Linked DNA regions of Mus musculus: region 1 is linked to region 2. The links are chromatin contacts, called in public HiChIP or PLAC-seq maps. All regions are on one chromosome and are shown on one strand. Each heading gives the region's core, a stretch centred on a gene start, on an enhancer-like site or on the middle of the called end of the contact. The rest is flanking DNA. Distances are from core to core; before and after follow the strand shown.

Region 1 (3,202 bases), core at 353-2,852, 140 kb before region 2:
TATGGCAATCCCCACACTCTCTGTGCTCTCTCCTTAGACGGTTCCCTAGCTCTTCGAAGAAAGCTTTTCTTTAGTCTCTAAAGTACAGGGAAGTTGCAGAGCCTGAGCATCCTTCCTGGGCTGGTGCTGTTAAGCACCGTCCCTTCCTCTTGACATCGTCTAGACGTCAGGCCTACGAGGGCTGCCTTTCCATAGCTGCCGACTCTGTACAGCATCCCTGTACTTACTAATTTCAGGTTCTTCGTTAGTGAATCATCATTACAGTTCTCCCTGCTATAGCTTTATCCTGAGCTATAGTACTCACAGAATCTCTATTTCTCGGTCATTCTTTAAATATGCATTGTACAAATACATAACTGACATTTAAACATTTGCCCTCTAAGCCTTCCTCATGTTGTCTTTTACTGACTCTGAGCTCCGAAGAGATCACTTCATTCACAGATCACTAAAAGAAAGCCCAGATTGCCCGTGTCATACACCAGGAGTCCTTATGTTAGCACAGTGTAGAAAACACAAAGGCCAATTGATCTAGTCCGAGTCTCAGCAGCACACACAGCATTAGAACCCACCCCCGAGCCTGGCTGATTCCACAATACGTGGTGTCCCTCACAAAAGAGCACTCCGCACAGCCTCACCAGGTCAGTGTACGAGAATCTTAACAGGGGTGAAGATTTATCAACGTCTACACCATTGCCGTATGCAGGGGTTGGGGAGAACTTGTAAGCGCAGAAGAATGACACATTCTTTTGAAGGTTTTATTTGAAAAAGCCTTCTATCTACAGAGACATTGAAATACCAGGAAAATGAAAACCCCACAGCCTTCACTTTGCTCCCCAGTAATTACCTAACACTCACCACATTGGTTTCTTAACGCGTATTGGTTTGGCTGAACCATTTAAAATTAAGCTGCAGGTTAATTGTGTCACCTCATTCCTAACGACTTCAACTGGTACTCTCCTTAAGAACAAAGGCAAAAATCCCTGTCTGATTGCAATGCTGTCACAGCCATGAATACAACACAGGCTATGCTAGTATTAGCTAAGAGTCAGCCCAAGGTCATAGTCCCCCAGATGGTGCTTCATCCGATCATTTCTTCTTCTTCCCATGGTCCAAGGTCGCCTGCAACAATCAGTTCTCAGTCTCTGAATCTAGAACTACCTTTCATTCCTGGACATTTTTTGAACATTCCAGATCCACTTTCATGATTTGAGTCCTGTTAACTTTCCCCAGATCGTGGGGGTGGTAGGTACATTCTTACAATAGCTATTCAAAACAGCAAATATCCTGAAAAGTCCGATTACTGAATAAGAACATGGAATTTGCTTAGTAGCCAAAAGGATTAGTAATTGACCAAGCAAAGAGGTAGCCTGGACCTGTGGTAACTGCATCCAGTGCCAGCGTATAAGTTCACTGCCTTAAATAGATTCCCAACCTCCTCAAAACCAAAGCCAAAGGACCCCAAGGTCGCTGTACCTTGTCTTCTGACATTGTGTGTGTGTGGAATTGTCCTCTTAATCCAGGTCCTGTACTGAATGTGGATGAATAGCTGACCAGCCAGAGTGCTCACTCTACCTGGTTATACATTGTAGGAGGAGGAGGAGCAAAGAGAGGTAGTTCTGACCTTTTTAACAGAAGCTGAGTATTGATGGTAATCCAATCAATACACCCTTTACCCCAATGACTTGTGGCTTGAGCACAGTAGCAGGTCTCATAAGTATAAGTTACAAACCAGAGACAGACCCATTTTCAGCCTGATAAGTGTGGCAGAAATGGGACAGGGACAGCTGAGAGGGGCAGCCTGTGGGGTCTTTTGTGGAAGCCGAGGCATGCAGTGGTGTCGGGAAGACAAAGTTGGGAGGGCACAGAGCAGTTTGTTCTGCAGAAAATTAGTTCTGTGGGCTCTGTGGCCACAGAGTGTGGCAGCATCGGTTATCTGTGTGAGGTGTGGAGGGATCTGCACTGGGGTTGGAATCACAGCATTTTAGTGAGGATGAACTTAAGCGAGTCAAACCCTGTGACTTTTCTGTGTCTTAGGTTTCTACTGTTTGATTTTTGGCCTGATAAAATAGGGAAGATAGCACACTCATTTTGTTTTGTTGAGGGGATTAAGGGAAATAACGTGATAAATGTTTGGCACAGAAAAAGTTCTCAGTAGATAGTGGCAATGTGCTTTCTACTGTTATTATTAAGTCAGTGTATCTCAAGATGAGAGTGCGGAGCCAGATGCGGTGGCGCACATCTATAATGCTCTAACTGGGGAGGCTGTGCATTGGAGACTCACTGGATCACATGAGAGTTGTAGGATAGCCTTGGCTACACATAGAGAGCCTGGTTGGGAGCCGTAGTGTGCTTGCTATAGCCTTGGCTTTCCAGTGAATTCTGCTTACGTGTCTTGACCCTGTTTCTTCCTAGGAATCCCCTGTGGCATCTGATACAAAAATACTGGGGGAGATACCAAAGTTTGGGTAGCTTCCCTGGGACTGCCAGCTGTGGTCACTGCCATCCACACAGTCCATCTGGATGGAGCCAGTTTACAGCAGAGGAAATGTAAGAACCGGTGGCCAAATGACAGGAACATGAAGGTCGGAAGGAAACTGGGTTTAATTAGTCTGACGTTTTCCCATCTCTTCTCATTCATTCATTCATCCATTCATTCATTCTCTGTCTCTCTCTCTCTGTCTGTCTCTCTGTATATGTGTTATATGTGTACTCCTCTGTGTGAAGGCCAGGAATCAGTATTGAGAGTCTTCCTCTATTACCCTATTATCCTGTCTCTATTTGCGACAGGACCTCAGAGACTCTGAAAGCCATACGTGTGGGCAAGCTGACAGGCCAACGGATCCACTCCAGTGCAGGGATTATAGGCACTGTCAGGCCATGCCTAGATTTTTGTTGTTTTTAATGTGTGTCCACATTTCTGTAAGGTGACAACACGGGAGGCAAACAACTAAGTTCAAAGCCCAAACTTCAGCAGAGCTCAGCATGGTTGTATGCTCTAACTTATCACCAATGAGACCCAGTCACCTCCTGCCAGGACTTTACACTGAAGTGGGGACACAGCGTGCAATGTCTTAGAAGGCAGGCATGGAAAGGGCTAATAGCAGTGACATTAATCTTTATAGCGTTCCCTTCCGTGCCAAGAACTGCTCAGCACTTCTCAGAGCTGGACTCGCTTACTCGGCACAGTGCTGGTGTGGTGGCA
Region 2 (3,583 bases), core at 230-2,729:
CTATGAGGAACTCTCCAGTCACCTCCAAATATACCAAGAGCCCACAGTGAACTGCCTTTTGTTTCTTGCTCTGAAATACAAACAGGCAACTAACCTTTTTCTCCTCGCTTCTTCTTTGTTCGATCAATGTGGTCCTTCAGCTGGATGCGGACCTGCCTCTCATTAGGTTGGTCTCGTATGAATGGGTGCTTCATCAACTGCTCCGTGGCTGGCCGCTGGCTGTGATTCTTTACCAAGCAGCTCTCGATAAATGACTGGAATTTTTTTGACCTGCCAGACAAAAGAGATGAATTCACTGATAGAATGCTAACCTAAAAGAAAAGCAAATAAATACACCTTTTGAAATGTGACCAGAGAGAGAGAGAGAGAGAGAGAGAGAGAGAGAGAGAGAGAATGGTCCATCTGATGAGCACGGGGAACCAACAAATCACAGATCATCTCTCAGCCTATCAGCACAGTGAAGTTCGAGGGTGTGACCACCATTGACATAGACACAAGATAACATACAGTAGTTATACACATGGAAACGTTTCCATACTGGAACACAAGCTTGCACAGAAGGAACCAAGAGGACAATGACCTGTGAAGGGAAGAAGACAGGCAAGCACTCTAGAGTGAGGCAACTGAGGCTTTACAGACTCGGGAGGACCACATTCTCAGTGTGAAGAGGGTGACTCAGACGGGTGCCGAGTCAGTATAATCAGGGAGTTGGGAGTACTATACGCCAGGGAACACTACAGTGAGCAGCGTCCATCAGGCATGAAACACCAGCCAGAGTGTGGAAAACAGAGGAAGGAGGGGTGAGGCAGCTGCCTCATGGAAATGAACAAGATTCTCATATGATAAAAAGAACACAGATCGGAGTAATTTTGTTTGTTTTGTTTTGCTTTGCTTTGCTTTGCTTTGCTTTGCTTTGCTTTGCTTTGCTTTGTTTTGTTTTGTTTTGTTTCTTGAGAAAGGGTTTCTCTGTGTAACAGTCCTGGCTGTCCTGGAACTCTCTTTGCAGACCATGCTGGCCTTGAGCTCAGAGATCTGCTTGCCTTTGCCTCCTAAGTACTCGGATTAAAAGTGTGCACCACCACACCTGCCTGGGCCAAATGTCTAAATAGCAACCTTACAGTTGCTTCTGAATTCTGTTTTCTAGTCGACGATGAGGGAAAGATGGCCACCAAGATAAGGACTTGGAGATTTAGCTGTGGTATTTTAGCTCCTACACTTAACTAATCCCCACTCCCCTGAAGGCCCAATTTCTTTCTAGATAAAGCCTATGCTAAAGTGTTCTGGAAGCTGGGAAGCCCTGGAGGCAGATACCACAGCAGCCAGGGCAGGCAGGGCCACAGTGCAGCAGCAGTTACTGTGGACTTTAGCCTGGATTTATGGATAGAGCATGTGTGTCCTTGCTGAAAGTTCCAAGAAGTTATCCAGAGTTGGAAGTAATTAACTTCCCAGCTTCCCAGTGTGTGTGCCTTTCCAAGGCTCGCCACAGGGACCTCAGTGATTCTCCACCCAAGATCTCAGTGGAACCCCAGACAACGGAGCGCCCTGCCTACTCTGAAGGGAGCCAGGTTTTGCTCTCTGTTGCCCTCTTGTGGATGTACTATGGATTTCCCCCCATCCATCCACCTCCAAAAGAAGACTTTGTCATATTCCCTGACAGGAGCGTTTCCCAGAAACATATGTATTTCAGGGTTGAGGAAGTATCTTCATCGCATAGAACCCCATGAGCGGCGTGTCTTCCAGCATCCAAGGTCAAGAGAGGGTTGGGGAGAAGGCTCAGCAGGTAAGGTCATGTACAAACGTGACAACCTGGGTTCAATCCCAGACCCAAGTCAGAAGGCTGTGGGACTGTTAGCATCTGTTATCCTAGTCCCCAAAGGGAGACTTAAGGAAGTCTGGAGGCTCAGGGACAGCCATCTTGGAGTACATAGCAAGGCAGAAGCATCAAGAGAGACCCTGCATCGACAAGATGGAAGGAGAGAACCAACTCCTGACAGTTGTCCTCTGATCTCTATGTCTGTACTGTAACATGTGCTTGACTGCACACACACATACATACACGCACATAGACACACACACACACAGACACAGACACACACATACAGACAGACATACAGATATACAGAGAGAATAAATAAATAGTTAATATATATTATATGTGTACATAAAATAATGCAAGAAAGGGAGCGATTTGTTGCAAGGAGTAGTATGATTCTCTTTCCCAAACCAATCAACTAAAAAGAAAAAAGTGGGATAAATGACTCATCTAAGGAATGAACTGGAAACTATATGACAGGAACCTCAAAACAACATCGGCAAACCTGGCAAATGCCATGTGCTGCTCTGAGTAAGAAACCAGCATCAAAACCATTGAAAACCAGACTAACGTAAGACAGCTATAAAATATTCACAGGGAACATGAGTGCTCTCTCACTGGCGGCTAGGAGGGAGTGCTGATTTTTTATTGTAAAGTGCTCCACTATTAATTAGAGGGTGATAAATAAAAGCAATCACATCCAATTTGAAAAATGAGATCCAGACCTCAATAGACTGTGCATTCGTTTTTCAAACACTGACATGTAAAAACAAAACAACCAAAAAAAAAAAAAAAAAAAAAAGAGCCAGAAAAACCTTAAACTCTACGGGCAGAACAGTGCTCCAGCAGTGTTCCATTAAAAGAACTGGCTACAAGATCTCCCTTTTCAGAGCTCTGCTGGAGGGAACGACCTCTGTCCAAAGGACAGAGATAAGGCACAGAGCTTGCAGAGCCAGTAATACGTCTCTATCCTTTTTATAGGCATCATTTGAAGAGAAAATGTTGCTCACTTAAAACATACCCTCAAGTCTAGTGTGCTGGCACATTCCCATACTCCTAGCAACTTGGAAGGTTGAGGCAGGAGGATCACCATGAGTTTGAGGCTATAAGTTATATAGTGAATTTGGGGACAACCTGGACTACATAGCAGGGCCCCATTTCCACCAAGAATGACCCCAAAACAAACTCCCATGTCTTTAAAGAAGTGCTCACTTATTTTCTAAGTTGCTGTGACCAAGGAATCAATATGTTTAATTGCACATTTAATTACAAGTGAAAGAACTTCATGGAAGTTGAATACCTGTTTGCTCAGTATTTCGGTGGCTTAAAAGTAAATTTGTGGTACTGCTGGTAACTTAGCTTTGTCTCTTAGAATACAAAAAGATAACAACTTCCGGGAATGTTATCAATATAGCCTATGCTTGATGCTCACAGTCTGAGGAGGTGACAGAGTCACCCTGGTTACACAGTGAAGTTGGTTACTTTAGCCATTGTGATCAGGAGGGATGGATGCTTTGGATAGACATGATATCCATACAGGTAATTTTGGCATTGAAAATCTCTTTTAGTTTTCACAACTAGCCCCTTTCTCTGCCTTGGGCTTCATCGCTTGTGTGGCTCAGGGCAAATGACTTCTCTGCGCCCTCTTCCCTGGCTACAAATATAGATGCCTACAGTGCATACATTAAAACACTGCTGTATCAATTAAACATGTTAATTCATTTTAAATGCCTCTTGTGATTAGTGCTGACATGACCATGGGGACACTTG

What was found. HiChIP or PLAC-seq counts read pairs in DNA pulled down with a chosen protein or histone mark.
Region 1: an H3K4me3 HiChIP or PLAC-seq map of intestinal crypt epithelium shows a contact between it and region 2, with 8 times the contacts expected there. The contact joins the promoter of Slc2a2 here to the enhancer-like site in region 2. A contact is called at or near these places in 3 of 39 promoter capture datasets (embryonic stem cells, liver and stem cell-derived epiblast-like cells), 5 of 484 Hi-C or Micro-C datasets (embryonic stem cells, liver and palatal mesenchyme), 2 of 115 datasets of contacts at active chromatin or transcription factors (intestinal crypt epithelium and kidney) and 1 of 9 other capture datasets (embryonic stem cells).

What each region holds. Positions count from the first base shown.
Region 1 is chr3:28,696,303-28,699,504 of GRCm38.p6, reverse strand. It overlaps Slc2a2 (solute carrier family 2 (facilitated glucose transporter), member 2), which reads right to left and starts at 1,602. Exons shown (of 11, transcript NM_031197.2): 1 at 1,474-1,602. The coding sequence starts at 1,488.
Region 2 is chr3:28,560,762-28,564,344 of GRCm38.p6, reverse strand. Tnik (TRAF2 and NCK interacting kinase) reads right to left here. Exons shown (of 33, transcript NM_026910.1): 10 at 95-270. Among named protein-coding and RNA genes, the nearest start is that of Gm52603, 120 kb to the left of the region's middle. Within about 2 kb of position 1,479, at least 16 of the 459 cell types and tissues checked have an H3K27ac peak or open chromatin away from gene starts, as enhancers often do. A contact at or near this core is called in intestinal crypt epithelium, where this site is marked.